Linked DNA regions of Anas platyrhynchos: region 1 is linked to region 2. A link is a contact called in public Hi-C data. All regions are on one chromosome and are shown on one strand. Each heading gives the region's core, a stretch centred on a gene start, on an enhancer-like site or on the middle of the called end of the contact. The rest is flanking DNA. Distances are from core to core; before and after follow the strand shown.

Region 1 (7,889 bases), core at 3,564-6,063, 35 kb after region 2:
GCCAGCTGGCCACCAAAGCAGGAAACTGAATGACAACGAGAATAAATAGTGTTTCATGGAGCTGGAGTGTTTGACAGTGCTAGAAGCTGGGAGGACAGATCAGCGTCCAGAATATTAACTATGGAAAGGGTTTTCAGATGGTTGCTCAGCTGTGTGCCAGCAGGGGTGGCAACGGGAGCAAACAGTTCATGAATTCATACCCCTCCACACACACATGCATGTATCCCTGCAGGAAAAGGAGCATTGTATTGCATGTGCAGATGATGATTTTTGTTGGGGATTGGAGGGATGATTGATACAGTTGTACAGAAGTGATGCCTCTGCAGGTTTCCAAAGAATGAGAAACAGCCATACTTGGACAAATCTCTAGGAGAAGCAGTATTTGGGAAATCCCCAGCCCTGGTAACATAAGTGATTGATGTGATCTGTGAGATTATAGGATTGGTAAATGAAAAATATCGTCTGGGCTGTCAGCCTTCCCACACTGTGAGGGGTGCTCATGATTAAAAGTGTTGTCACTTCATATGTGCTAGAAGAATGGCAGGCACTTTACAGACCTAAGGACTTGATCACAGACTCGGGAAGAAAGCATAGGCCAGAAGAGTGGGAAGGAGGGACTTTGACACTCTTCATGTCTATGAGATTCAGTAATGAAGGTGACTTCCACACTATTTTTATGGCATTAGACAAGGATTTGAGTGCTCCTCCAGGAAAAGTGCCACCCCCACTACCCCACAGCAGTTTGTCCAAGTTGACCTCAGTGGTTTCCTGCCAAAAATACCTGTGAACAATAATGACTTGTTAATGATTTATCCCTGTGTTCTCAAGTGCTGCACTGATGCCTAATATAACAGAAACCATCGAAGCAGTGCTCTACAGGCTTAAAGGTTTTGGCTACAATGGCTTTTTGTCCTTACAGAATGACAGTAATGCAGATTGCATGAGGAAACCAAGAACTTGGCTTACTAGGCAGTGCAAATGCACATTATTCAATGTAACATAGGGAGGTTTGGTGGGAAAATCAACTGAATTGTACTGCTGGAGAAATCAGCTGAACTGTAATGTCCCTTCCAGACATTGCACAGTAGTGAACAGACACATCAGCAGTTCCCACATGGTAGCATCAATGCCAGCGAGGCTCAGATGTTTGAAGAGTTTGCTTTCTGCAAAAAAGAGCTGCAGATTCACTTTTTGTGTTCTGGGTGTGGCGCTGGTAGTGGAGCTATGAGAGCAAGCCGTGTCCTTCCCGGGGAAATGGGCAGCTGTGGCAGGGCAGAAGTGTGGAGTCTTATGGCATGGAAGGATGAGATACAACTTTTTTTTTTTTTAAAAAAAAAAAAAAAAACAATTAAAAAAAAAAAAAGTTCTCTGTGCTTCCAGCATGGCTATCTAATAAACCCTTAATCAAACATCCTGCCCTGGTGAGGGAGAACACAACAAGATGAAAAGCAGCATATACTTACAGAGACAGAATCTGTACAGAGACAGAATCTGAGATTGTAACAACCACCTCCATTCCACCTCCACTCTTCAAAGCAGGAGGAAAGGCAAGCAAGCCTAGGAACTGGAGTTTGCATGCATCAATTCAAGGTATAGATGTCTGATTTTACACAATGGAGTGGTTTTTTTTTTCACCAAGAAGCCGCATCAGAAACTCTAGAGAGTGCTAGATCCTCTTTTCCAGTGGTCTTTCTTTGGCAGGAATGAGAGAACCTTTTCTTGTTACAAAACATCAGAAAACAAAGAACTGGCCGGTGCCAGGCTGACAGTTCCTTCCATTAGGTCTTCTAATCTGCAGTAATAAGAGATGAGAGAGCCTTCCCTCCTGCAAGCAGGAGGGCTTTTTTCCTTTCAAAACTTTTTTCAGTCCTAACTACTATGACTCTGGATATCATAATTGTCCTGACACTCAGATCTTTTCAGATCTTTTCCCCCTTCCTTACCTCTATAGGAGATGTGGGTTGGTGAGAGTTGGATTCTCCAGTTGAGGTGTTGTTGCAACTAGCGTACTTTCACTCCCTAAAACAAATGATTTGTGGATGGCTCCATTCCCATTTTGCAGACCAAAAAAAAGGCTTTTAGAGCTCAGTCAGTCTGTACCATTTCTAAGTAACATTGGGTCAAATTATTGTGTGGCCTCAAGTAAAGACAGCAGGTAGGTAATCTTCTACTGGATCACATTCTGTCAAGCAGGGAAGTTATTTATTTTACTTTCTGCCCCATTTGTCCTTGATGCTATGTATTTACATGTCCATGCTACTCTGAACACTGCAGCAGAGGTGGCTGAAAATGGAAATTTCTTCAACTCTTTGGCCTCAGCTTCTTGAGTACTGGGCCAAGAGCTGTGTCATCCTCGTCCCTAAGAACCTCTGTGTGGAGACATGCCCTTTGGTGATGAATGCTGGAGTCTTCAGAGGCTCCCAGAAGGCTGAAACTAAGGGGAAGAATTATGCTTACCTACTTCAAGCTTCTTTGAACATGTAAGCCAAGCTCTTTGAATGCCTGTGAAATCTTCAGTTGCTGGACTCCCCAGGATGCAGGCTTGGCTACACACAGAGAGGCTGGTAATAGAGTAGTCAAAGGTGTGTCTTGGAGCTAACAGAGATTGCTCTTAGGAGTCTCTTGTGAGGAGTTCCTTGATGAAAAAAAAGCTGTTGACTTAACTGAAATCCATTGTGGGGTTCATTTGCAGAAGATCTTGTGCAAGAAAATACAAATGGATAAAAAGGGAATGAGACATTTTTGTGAAATCCATCAAGCTGCACCATGCTCTGCATAAATCCTTCAGAGCAGTAATTCCCCAAGCTTCCAACCATTGGATGATGGAAAGATATAAGTGGAAGATCACTCTCTGAGTGATATCTATTGGCTGGTGAGAGACAGGTTGTTGGGCTATCTTGACTGGGGTACTGACCCTGTGTGCCTGTGCTGAAATTCTCATTTCTACTCAAAATCTGAAGACACCAATGGAATCAATTTTAAGACAATTCAAACTTTTCTGTTTAAACTGGTGCAACCTCTTGCTGCCATGTGTTGTGTGGACTTAAAAATAGCATGTGCATGTATGTAGGAAGTGAAAGGCTGCAAATGAGCCAGGACTGGGACCCAGATACCCCATCTTTCTTACCTCTTGTAGCAGCCAATGAGCTCAGCATCCCCAGGAGCCCGGAGCTGCATTCTCTGCATTCCTGTAGCTCCTTAGATGTCAGTGATGTCATCGATAGCAGCCAGGGAAATGCGGATCCCAGAGGGCTTGAACTCATGTCTTAGCAAGTAAGCGTAGGAGGAACCAATTTTTGTAGAGTACTGTACTGTACTAGCAAGTTTTATTGAATCAAATCACAGCAAATGTATTTGCATCTCCATTTCTGTCTCCTGGCAATTCTACAACATCCAACAGGAGATCTACTCCTCTCCTTCACCAGCCACTTTCATTCCTGTTAAAAGAAAACAACTGCATTTGAGCAATAAAACAATGTGAAGTCAGTATGAGGTATGATTACAATCAAGGTGTATATTCCTTTTGCTGTTCTAGTCTTTGCCATTATGCCTGGAACCCGCTGACACACATCATATTTCAAGCGCACAGTTGGCACCGTGGGAAGCAAGGCATCAGCCCTTCCAGGAAGGCATCCGCTGGAAACTCCAGCTTTTGTGTCATGGACAGGACCCCGTCAGCCTACAGGGGAGACCCTTTTGCATTTTTTTGTGGGACAAACATGCCTCATTTCAGGGACACAGTAGCAAATTTTAGTCCTTTTTTTCCCTAACCTTTTCTATCAAGAGCTTTTAGTTGATGGCATACCAGCACTGCTGCAGCCTCCTGGTAGGCATGCCATACATCAGTTGATGCTCCTGGTATAGCTTGCCAGGCTGGAATGAAGCAGAGGTTTGAAAATAATGGTCTGTGGATCACTGGTGATACCTTGAAGCCATAGTAGCTCGGTGTGCAAATTATCTACTGAATTGTATGTAATAGCATTTTCCAGCATAAAATTTGGTGGTAAGGGGAACTGATCGTTCATTAGGATGTTTCTATCTAAAAATAGGATCTTTTTTTCCTAGTTTATTTAGGAATTTGTCTATGACAGGACCTTCCAAGAGCAACGCATGACCTAGATTAATTTATGCTTTCACTGGAGGCAGTGTCAAGCCCCCTCTGGGTTTCAGTGGGTGCAGGACTGGCAGTAGGATGGAGCAGTCATCTGGAGCTGTGGCATTTCCTGCCTCGGAAGCAGTTTGCTGTGTAGCTGCAGTGTTACTTGAATGTGGCTCTGTGTTATTTGGCTGTAATTAGAGCTGCTTGCCAGTTCTTGATTTCATCCCTTCATTTCAACTGTATTTCCAGACTGTGCAGCTCGCCCCAGAGAGCTGGGATTTGTTTTCTAAACCAAATTTAACCAGACCTTATACCCACACCTGCATTTTTCTAACTACAAATAACAATGGAAGTGATTTTATCTAATCTCCCACCACCTGGTTTGTTCTTGTCCACACTCTTAGGCACAAGGGTGTTGAAAACACTTTTGGCAGGAGTAGCTTTAAGCTGTGTAACTGCTAGCATTAACACAACCACCCAGGCTACACAGACAGAGTGTAAAGAGCAAGGTGCAGACAACAGTGGCCTCGTGCAGGCAGGGCACAGGGAAACCCGGGCAACCAGGGCTCACCAGCCCTGTGGTGTTCTCTAAGTGAAGCCTGAAAGACCAAACCAATGCAGGCAAAGCCCTAGGTGGTGTCCTCCAGGGCAGAGCCTGCCCTGCACAACAAGCATTGTGCCAGGGCTGTTAGGGACCAGCCAGTGCTGCTGTGTCCCTGCAGAACTCCCCAGGACACCTTGCCAGAGCAGCCCCGTGACTTGCTAGCCTGGGCTTCAGGAGCGAGTGCTGAAGGCCCCTCCTCTCTGCCGGCATTTCAACGCTGAGCTTTGGAAGGACTCCAGGCGATCAGTGAAGGGCTCTTTGATAATATCTGACGGGCGGGTAAGAATTTTGGGCAGCGGCCAAGATACACATTGCCTGTAATCGTTAACTCAGTCTGTAAACAGTTCAAACGGCACTGAAGAGGCCGTCAGTTATTACATTAGAAGACGCCTTTCATCTCCCCGCTCAGAAGCCAGCCGTACAGTGCCGGCCCCTGCTGCGCTGACTGTAGCTGCAGGTCTGTAGGCAGGGCAGGCAGTGCTTGGTCATACAATGAGCGCCGCGCTGAATGGCTGACCTTCAAACCTTCAGCGCTAGAGCAATAACTAAATCATTAGTTTCCTTTTGTTCTGCACCTGGCTGAGGCCGTGGAGCCCAGGGATATTCCAGGGGGAGGAGATGGGATTCAGGAATCAGACAACGTTCCCGCCTTCCCCTTCTGGTGCACAGCTCGGGAAGCCTCAACAGGGGTGTCTCCTGCCCCCCTGCCCGCCACATTCCTGTGGCTCTTCCCTGGTGAGCACAGGCTGGTGACAAAGGCTCGTCTTTCAATAGTGGCCTAGTAAGGCTTCCCTGCATATTTGCTGGTTTCTCTGGAAGTGGCCACGCTGGTGGTTCAGGCCCACATCAGTGCCCTGCCACCCCTGAGCAACAGTCGAGACCACACTGCTGCTGAGCGCCATCTCAAGAAGAGCACTGGAGGATTCCCCAGTCCACGTCAGCCTGGAGAGAACCCCATGGTCTCCTTCCAAGAGCTCCCTCCTGGAGATGTGTGATGCTTCAGAAGAAATTATGGCATAATCTGCCCCACGGAGAATTTCCGTGTCATTTTTGCTCTTCTAGATCTGTTATCCCCTTTCTAGAAGAGCAAGAATGGTCTTTCTGGCATCCACTTTCAAGGCTTTAACTTTGAAACCCACTTTAGGCTGCTTCTGTAGGGGGGATTGGACTAGGTGGTCTTTCAAGGTCCCTTCCAATCCCTAACATTCTGTGATTCTGTGATTCCAGTCTGGGTGGTAAAGAGATCTGGGTTTGGGTGAGTGTTTGCATCTGGCCCATTACTGCAGTTGCTCTGGGGATCAGAACTCTCTTCTGTAAAGGTGCTTGATATATCCAGTGTGGAAGACTTCATGGATCTCTGCCACCCCTAAGCTGGACCTGAGGGACCAGACAGCTTTGTGCTGTGTGTGACAGCACAGATTTGCACTTGGAGTGACAGGAAGGATGCCAGTGCTGTCTGCACAGTTGGGGTCTTGCCTGTTGATGAGGGCAAGATTTCTTGCTCAGGAGACAAGTATTGTAGAACAGCTTTATCCTCCAGGCTCTGAAAGGGGTCAGCACAGTGCAGAAGACCATTGTGTAAGAGAGCCTTGGAGCATGGAGATTACTGGTGGCATTTTCCCCCAGAATGGAGAACAAGCTGAGCCCTCTAAAATATATGGGGCAGGCAGGTAAGCATCGGTTAGATGCAGTTCACTTGGTCTTGACTCTCAGGCTGTCTGCTGCGTGCTTGGAGGCAGCAGGAGCATGAGCTGTTCTCCCGTGACGTGGGCTGGCTTGCCTTTACTTTCATTTAGCGGCGTGAGTCAGGGCTGACCAGAGAACCTCCCTTTACCTTTGATATTCCAAAGGGGATGTCTGGAGCAGAGAGAGAGAGTTTAACCAGACATCTTGAAACATGACATGATGAAACTTTTCCAAAAATTCCTCTGCTGGCTCATATTATCATTGTGATGGCCACACTAGAACAAGTGACACTTGCTTCCCCTATGTCTGACCTCTCTGTCTGTAGGAGAGCAAACTCCAGCAGAGCTGGCAGCAGGACAGTGAGGTGTGTAGTGAGAGTTTTCTCCAGTATCATGGCCATGCTTGTGCAATTAAACGGAAAAGATCCAGGCTTTGTGACTCACCTAAAACATCTAATCCTGAGTATGGGATAATCAAGTAAATGTCCCTGTTGAGGTTCAGCACTTCTCTTTGTTGTTCACCAGCTTTGTAATGAGAAGGGGAAGGAGATGCAGTCATTGATTAGGGGCTGATTTATGGTACCAAATTCTCGGGCACTGATGAATTGTTATACAGGCCAAAGCTCATGAGCACACTAAGAGAACACGCAGGACTATCGCATTGGCAGCATGTAGGTCCTTTGTCTCCTCTCCCACCTCTTGCCACTCCTTCAGGGGACTAGGATGCTCGTCTGAGCTATTCACATGTTGAGGTAGGACCTGAGTCTCTCTAAGAATAATGCGTTTGTTATCAGTGTATGTGTTTGTCTGTGACTCACATGTGGGTAAGGTGTGTTTGCTTTTATAACAGGTCTTGAAACTTTATGCGGGGAAATTAAAAAACCCCATATCCTGATGGCTAGGCTTCATGCCCAGGAGTCATGGAAGCTGCAATTTTTCCTCAGGCCCCTTGAAATACTCTGCCATGCTCTTTGTTTTCAAACTAGCTGTCTCCATTTTCTTTTTCTTAGGTTCACTTCATCTCCCTGCTTCATCCTTCCTCATTTTTATACATCCTTCCAGCAGCATCTCACAGCAACTTCACTGTAGCTGTGTGCCAGCCTCCTGGAAGCATCTCTGATACCAGCCTTTTTGTAGCATTCCCTCTTTCCTGTGACTGTGCCTTCAGGTAGAGGGACAACTACAAATTGGAGTGATCTTTGTGTAAGAGGGGCTTTCTGCTGATCTGATATAGCAGAAGGGTTCAGATAAATTGGGAAGAGCCTCTCTTGTACAGGGACAAATGTGTTCATTCAGTATGAGCGCTGGAGGAGACTGGGCAGGAGGCTCTGATGACTGGGGCTGTCCCAGCAGGGCAGTGTAGTTGGTAGCAGCATGCACTGGGTTTGCCCAGAGCTACCAGAGCACAGCACTGCCAGGCATTGCAGACTGAGCCTGCTAAGGGCTCTCAGTATCTCAGTGACGCAGCATGTAACTGAGAAGACCAGGGAAGTGCATGTGC
Region 2 (7,429 bases), core at 1,655-4,154:
AAGAGAGTGAGAAGTGGGTGACAAGTATGTGAAAATGTGCAGCAGCTGCCAGCTGGGTTCTCTTGTCAGACTCCAGAGGCAATGTCTTGCACACAACAGGCACTTTGGATCATTTCAACTGTTTATTTAAAAAAAAAAAAAAAAAAAAAGACTTTTTTTTTTTAATTTCATTCTAACTTTGTGAGGTGTTAGTCACTCCATGCTTTTTTACACCTCTTCCATTACATTTTCTACCCGACAAGTTATAAAGTGTCTAGTGGTCAGAATATTTAATATGAAGTAAATACTTAGCTGCTCATTTTTTTTAGATATGGAAAATCTGGATTTCCTGTAAACAGGAACAGCCTTAAAAGCTTTTTCCAAAACTTTCTTACTGGGAAGCAAGTTGTTTTTAGTGCTGTATTTGGAATCTTTTTATTTAACATTGTTGGAAGCTACAGTGTACTCGGCACATATGCTGTTTGGTGCTCTCACCGTCTTTGCTTGAAGTCATACTGTGGCTCTTTAATGGGAATTGTGTATGAAACAAAAGCACAGGAAAGTCACAAGATTCTAGGTCTGAATGGGTCAGGGATTTCAGGAGAGCAGCTATGGGAAAGATGAGCTAATTTTCTGAGTGATTAACCAGGAAATGCTCTTCTTTCCTAAACCAACGCTCTGTTTCAGCAACAAGTGTGTTCCTTCTGGTGGGTATCTGTTACACATGACAGCTGCTGATCCTTTACATTTATGGAGAATTGTCCTGTTTTAATAATTTCTCTTTGATTCTCATAATATATGTAATGGTAAGTTATCTGTTGTTTTAGTACTTTATTTTAAGTAGGTCTTAAATACATTGTAACATATTAAATCTGATTCTATTTATATTGATAGTAGATTTAAAGTTTTTAATAGCATTTGTGTTAATATACTGTTTAAGGGATAAAGTGGGCACAGTCTATATTTATGTTAGGGAAATACATGTGAAAGAGCACCTAAAACATAGATTTAATTGTGTCATCTGTGTTCATGCTTCTTTTAAAATTAATTAGAGCCAGTCCTTTCACACAAGAAAGAAAAAATTTATCAGGACTGTCTCAGCTATACCCTCCAGCACTTTATGTAGCTTCTAGCTGTGGTAGGATGTCCTAAGTGAACATCGAGTGGTAGAATGAACCGGGGCAAAGCCTTGGATTATTCACCAGCAGTCCAAACTAGACAAATGCAATCTGAGGATGCTTTTAGGTCAAGGCTAGTGGGAGTGTTACCATCCTGGTTGTCCTCAGATTTGTTATCCTGTATCGTATGTTACAGGATATATGTGCAGTACAATTTCAGTTGACATGAATAGTGAAGGGTTAGGTGGTTATGTTCAAGTCCTACTTCTTAAATGAAAGTATATGGAAACCATTTGTATATGAATGAGAGTATTTGGGTAGTTAAAAGGAAAAGTTTTTCAATAACATTGCTGGAGCTCATCACCTAAATTTGCTTTCATGCCCTATAGCTGACATGGCTCGAGACTGTTGCATAATATGCTGTGGAAATTGTGGATGGTCTGTGTCCTGTAGGAGCTGGTGCCATCAATAGTAATGGGGTTTGACAGCAGCAGACTAGCCCTCACAGACCAAGGGGTAAGGAGATGCACTTAAAAGGATTTTGGCTTATCAAACTGGAGCTGCTACCTCTTTAATTCACATACACTACAAAGGGAACAGTTTACCTTTCTTATTCCTGCTTGCCAACCAAAAGATTTGACACTTTTGGAGATTTAAGATAGGGGAATCTCAGGGCCTTAGATAATGCTCTGTTGTTTTAAAGGCAAATTACGAAAACTTTCATATTACAATTTTTTAATATGCTGATTCAGAAAGGCTTTGGAGCTGGCTCTCCTGATGTACATCGCTTTCAGAACACACATGGATGTAAGCTCTCTTCATTCTTAATCAGCTCACCCTGACGTAGGGAGAGAGCCCAGGAGAAAGGGCACTCGCTAGCTTAGGAAATTAGTATATTGCTGCACAAGGCCTCAGGAGTCTCAGGTGGCCCTCTAGACTGAAGGTCTAGCGCTTCAGCACCTTAATGTGGATCTAGTTCAGTCAGTAAATAATAAAAAGTAACATCTGTAGTAAGACCTTGTTTTTAACTATATTCTTGTTAATGGGAACTCAATGCAATTTTGTTTACCTTGTGGATGTTCTTTTATCATCCTGCTCAGACAGCATGGTTGCACCAATCTGCAATAAATTAAACTTTCAAACTGAAATATTGCACCTATATTTTCTTTCTTTTGATTTACAAATGATGTATTATCATCGTTGGAAAAAGTCCTTCATGTTTCAGCAGTTCCTCCTGCCGCTTTTTTCACCATACAACCATTACCCCTGCAACCACGCTCTTATTTTTAAAAGTGGAGCAATTCTTCTTTGTGTAACCTTCTACTTTCAAGGAGTTACTCCAGGGATTAGTTTAGCTGTACACGTAACAACAACAAAAATGTTCATTAATCTCTACTTTCTTGAAGGTGCTTTTTCCTGAGCACCGGGAACAACGACAAGTGACTCTCCGAACTCCTGCCTGGATCATACGCCTTCTGCAGGCAGGGCATTGTTTTCACGTTTGTTTCTGAGTGCCCTCCTTGAGCACCACTCCATCGTGCGCCTGTTCACAAATTTCCAGTTGCAACCTTACTTTGAGGTTATAGGTCTGACCTGCAGCATTATTCACCTCTCGGTGATGTCAGAGGAGAATAACAGTTGAATTCCAGACCTCTGACATCAGCCTGACCTGAAGCCTCGCAGCAAGCAGCAGCCAGAAAAGGGCTACTGCTGCCTCTCGATGGGCGGCAGCGTGGGGAAGGCCGGGGGAAACGCGGGGAGCCCGGCGGGGCCGGGCCGGCGGGGCGGGAGGGGGCGCCCGGGAGCGGGGCCGGGGCCGGGGCGGGCGCTCGGCGCTGCTCCACCCTCACTTTGTGCCAGCAGGTAGGAGCCGCGAGCCGGGAGCCGCGGCCGCCTCGCAGCCCTCCCGCGCCCGGCGCTCGCCCACGGGCGCTGCTGCGGCAGGAAGGCGGCTCCGCGCCCGCCGCGGGATCCGGCCGCCCCCGGCCATGGTCGAGCAGCCCCGCGGGGCCCGCCGCGGCCGCGCTGCCCGTGCCTCGGCTGCCGCCCTGCGCCGCGCATAGAGCCGGTGCCCGCACGGGCTGCGCGGCGAGGGAGCCCCGGGTACTCCGCGGGAGTGCTCCCGACAGGGGGCCGGCTTCTTTCCCGAGGCTGCGGGTTGCATGCGGACACTTCACTTGCAGCCATGCCTGCCCCGGGAGCTTTCTGTCTGCGGTAATTTTCTCCCTTTGATCTCGCTGGATTCTCCGTCGGGCTGTGGAGCGCCACTCGCACCTACCTGCCTGCTGCATGTGCGTGAGGCGGCTTGTCTTCCGTGACTTCTTTTTCGAACGTTCCTTACTTTTAAGGACAGATTGCGTTTCTAAAAAGGAGCAAGAAGACCCGAACCAAACGTCGTCAGACGCACATGGTTTCCTTAAGCTACTGGAAGTAACTTTTTCTGGGATTTGTAGAAGCATTTCCATCTGTCCCAGCCCCTGCGGGTTGCAGCAGGCGTGCTGCCTAACAGGTTTGCAGATTTTTTTTTTTTTAATCACTTCTTCTCTTCACAGCGGAGTGATCACCCTAACTTTTTAGTTGCACACAACCCCTGTGTAAACTCTCCTAGTTATGAAGACTCCTCGACACGTTTCATGTGACTTTGGGAAAGACCATGGAATTTTATGTTGTTGTTTTGTTTTTTAATTTGTGGGGCCTTTAGTTGGGATCTTCTTGGAAGTGATCATACCAGAACCCATAGTGTGAAGGAAACAAGATATGCGGTAACTTTTTGCTTGATACCTGCTTTGCTTCGTGTCTAAACTTTTAGCATGTTTTGGGGCCTTCTTAAAATCTCCTGGGAACTTGAAACTATGAAGAGAAGCTTCGTACTTCAATAATTATCCTTGGGAATTGCACCGAAAGTCAGACCAAGCCTGGATTGTTAGGAGAAAACTAGAACTGATATGTAAGCCTGAATGAAGCATTTCTGGCACAGGAAGGATGGAAGGGATTGATTTGATTTGGAAGGGAACAATATAGTAACAAACTTTTGTTTTTACCAAATATGCAAGAAATACCTCCTGCATAATTTTTAAGAAGGATACCAGTAACTGTAGACAACATCCAACTTTAAGAGCATGAGCATATATTGTGGAAGAGATGCCTTGCTGGCAAGAAGATGTGTCTATCAAGCATATGTGAGATGGATGTTTTGAACCTGGCAATCTTCCTTAGTCTTGGGAAGGAGACACCAGGACGTTGCGTCCATGGAGGAACCTCCCTGTGTGTGCCTCCTCTCTGCAGACCTGACGAGTTCTTAATGCTGCGGGAGATTCCTCTGTGTCTGAACTGAACCTGTCCTTGCGACCTGCTCATTCTCTTTCACTGATCTTTCTGGATCTGTCTTCTAGAGGAGGGACTCATAACTTCAGTGGTTGTTTTTTGTTTTTTTTTTGTTTTTTTTTTTTCCTGGTTTAAAGTATGCTTTTCAGCTCCGAGCAGCCTCTGAGCACGTGGCACCAAGGAAGGGAAGCGATGATGGCGAGAAGCAGGAGGGCCACACAGTGAGCAGTGCTAGCAGTGGCCGGTACCTGAGCCCCTCTCTCCCCATTTTCTCGTGCCCCAGGAGCCAGCACTGCACGCCCTGCACCCGCTGTTGGAAGCTGCTGGCAGGGCGAGGACGCGTTCGGAGCGGTATGTGTGGCCGGAGCGAGCTGCTGCAGCTGGTAGCATGAGTGGTGGCCCCCAGCTGCAGCTGGCTGTCCTCTGGCCTTGGCTGCTCATGGCTACCCTGCAGGTAGGACTTGGCCATACAGGGCTGGCGCTGGCAGCGGCAGTCGAGTCTGAGAGGTCAGCGGCACAGAAGGCGATCATTAGGGTGATCCCCCTGAAAGTGGAGCCGATCATACTGGAGGGAGAGTTCGCAAACGTCGCTGAGGTTACTCCAGCTGAAGGAAAACTGCTTCAGGTAAGAGCAGCTCTGTTTTATCCAGCCCTGCCAATCTCACGATCCCACTCTTTGTATCTTTGCCCCCTTTTTTCTCCTTGCTGCTCCAACTTCCAGCATGAAGCATTTGGCTGTATTTCCCGACTACACGTTTATAACCTGAGCAACAAGGTATTTTTCATGTGAGCTGTCCACCTGTTTTGTTTCTTTGTGCTGCTGCTCTTCAACCCTGCACAGTGTTTTGAGGCAGAAGTGCTAAGTGGTTGCCTCTTCATTCTGCTACCATCTGTAGTTGTGCTAGTATTAATGTTAATTTTGGATATGGTCAATCGATCCCAGGAAGATTATTGCATATCTTAATAGATGGTATAAAGCTGACTGTGTTGAGTCACATGCTGGGACACTAAACATCTAACAGAAAACATGATTATTTTTCTTTCTGAAATCTGTGCACACTTCTGCTAATAGCTAGGGTTCTGTTACAGCTAAAACACACGTACAGGTGTTGTCCCCCAGAATTACTGACCCTTCCAGCTGTAGTCTTGCCTGTAGTACCACCTGTAACTGGAAGCTGCATTTTACCCATCCAGTGATTCCTGTACAGTGCCACCACCATGTATGTTAGTAAGTGAAATTCATGTTGACTTCTGACCTCTTCTAAGAAAGGAGAGCATCTGAACATCTCACTGTGAGACACAGATGCTAGAGGGCTGTGCTGTTCAGTGAACAGGCTGATCTCCTGTTTACAATGTGCTTTGAGATCAGTTTCTGAGACTTTGTGTATTCTCTTTTCTGTTGGCAATTTGCTCATCAGGTGCTTTATTCTTGAAAACCAAGAACGACAAAATCACCTATGTTAATATTGAACCTAATTTTTGCATGGCTATTTTCAGGCTTGACTTTGCAAATGTGGTATGTTGCAACCTGAATCTTAATTAAGGCTGTAACCTGTAAATTTAAGTTAAAATCAAAAGTTTTTTGTAGTCTTAAAAGAAAAGAAATGCGGTTGAGCCAGCTTTAAAATAGAGTCACATGGCTGAAAATTAAAATAGATAATTTGTGACGTTTATAGATCCTGTTTGCAAAGCCTTTTAAACTAATCGGATAACTGGAATGAAAGCTATGTTATAAAGTTATATTACCAGGGTAAAAAATATCTTAGTCAAATGTACTCAAGGTCCTGTTCTGTCGTGAGGCAATGTCCAGGAAAGTCAATATTTATTTCTTACAAAAACTACAGTGGTGTTGCAACTGAGCACAAAGTATAGAGTATGGACCTTTTTGAAATGAAAAGGTGATAACCTCTTCTGTATGATGTTTGAATGTTTTTAACTGAATGCAGTGATTCAAACCATGATTTTTTGTGTCATGTGCAGTCATTGAAGCCCACCCTGCAGTGCAAACAAATAAGGCATTTTGAATACTAAGCCATGAATAGTGTAGGGTTTACAAAACTTCATTCTTTAAAAATCATCCTCAAAATGGAGAGGGTTACAGAAACACTAATCTAATCTTCTCGGTTTGTGTAAACAGACACGGACCTGCATTGTATATAATTTTAGGCCGTGGTCCTGCAGCTAGATTTGCACAGGTGATTGTTCCTATTCTGTATCTCTCTGAATTCCGGTGCTGTTTTGAAGGGTTTGCACATCCGGATCTGGTTTCAGGATTAGTGCGTGATGTTGGGACTAGGGGGGGGGTCAAACTACCTGCTGCAGCAGGATGTTTGCATGGTGCTAGGCACAGGAAAGCTCGAGGAAAGCTCGAGTCCACCTCATCCAGCATCCTGTGTATCCTACAGCATAGTTTCTAATTATGCCACTGCATAATGAAACTTGTGATATTAAATGTCATGTCAGTATTTGGGTCCTGAGCCTTCAGTGGGTTCTTGACTTTGGAAAGTCAAAACTTGAGACCAAATGGGAAATGGAGCCATAACTGCTAAGGTAGAAAACGAGTAAGAAATTAGTAGGAAGAACTATTTTTAGTTTGCATTTAAACAGTCAGGTGTTAAATACATCTGAATTATGCTCTATTGGAAAATCTCATTTTACATGTAGTTGCCAACATCCCAGTCTTGCAAAAACGTTACAGGCCATGTGCTTAACTTTGATGTCATTGGAACTCTTTAGGTAAATAAACTTCAGCCTGTTCACACCTACCTTCATAATTGCTTCTTTATATGTAATTTAGGCATCTTTGCAATTAATGAACTAAGAAGTCTAGTTTTACGTTGGTTTTGGATTGGCCTTCCTGGCTGTGTCGGAGTCAGTAAGATGCAGCCAGTCTTCATACGCATCACATGAGAACAGAAACTGAAGAGTTTAGCTTGGGAAAGGTGAATGCGTGGTCCAGTCCTGCTTTCAAGATAATGCTCTCTTAGGTCAGCAGGATAATGATGTTG

The links. A called contact is a pair of places that touch in the nucleus more often than the background predicts.
Region 1: a contact with region 2 is called in a Hi-C map of liver, with 2.8 times the contacts expected there. The contact joins the enhancer-like site here to the promoter of RNF43 in region 2. A contact is called at or near these places in 2 of 8 Hi-C or Micro-C datasets (liver and skeletal muscle).

The regions. Positions count from the first base shown.
Region 1 is chr20:11,083,603-11,091,491 of IASCAAS_PekinDuck_T2T, forward strand. The region is part of intron 1 of RNF43 (ring finger protein 43); the gene reads left to right. Among named protein-coding and RNA genes, the nearest start is that of SUPT4H1, 32 kb to the right of the region's middle. Within about 2 kb of position 4,814, at least 2 of the 8 cell types and tissues checked have an H3K27ac peak or open chromatin away from gene starts, as enhancers often do.
Region 2 is chr20:11,050,984-11,058,412 of IASCAAS_PekinDuck_T2T, forward strand. It overlaps RNF43 (ring finger protein 43), which reads left to right and starts at 2,905. Exons shown (of 9, transcript XM_005015864.6): 1 at 2,905-5,046. The coding sequence starts at 4,810. HSF5 (heat shock transcription factor 5) reads left to right here. Exons shown (of 5, transcript XM_072026140.1): 5 at 1-2,239. The coding sequence ends at 10.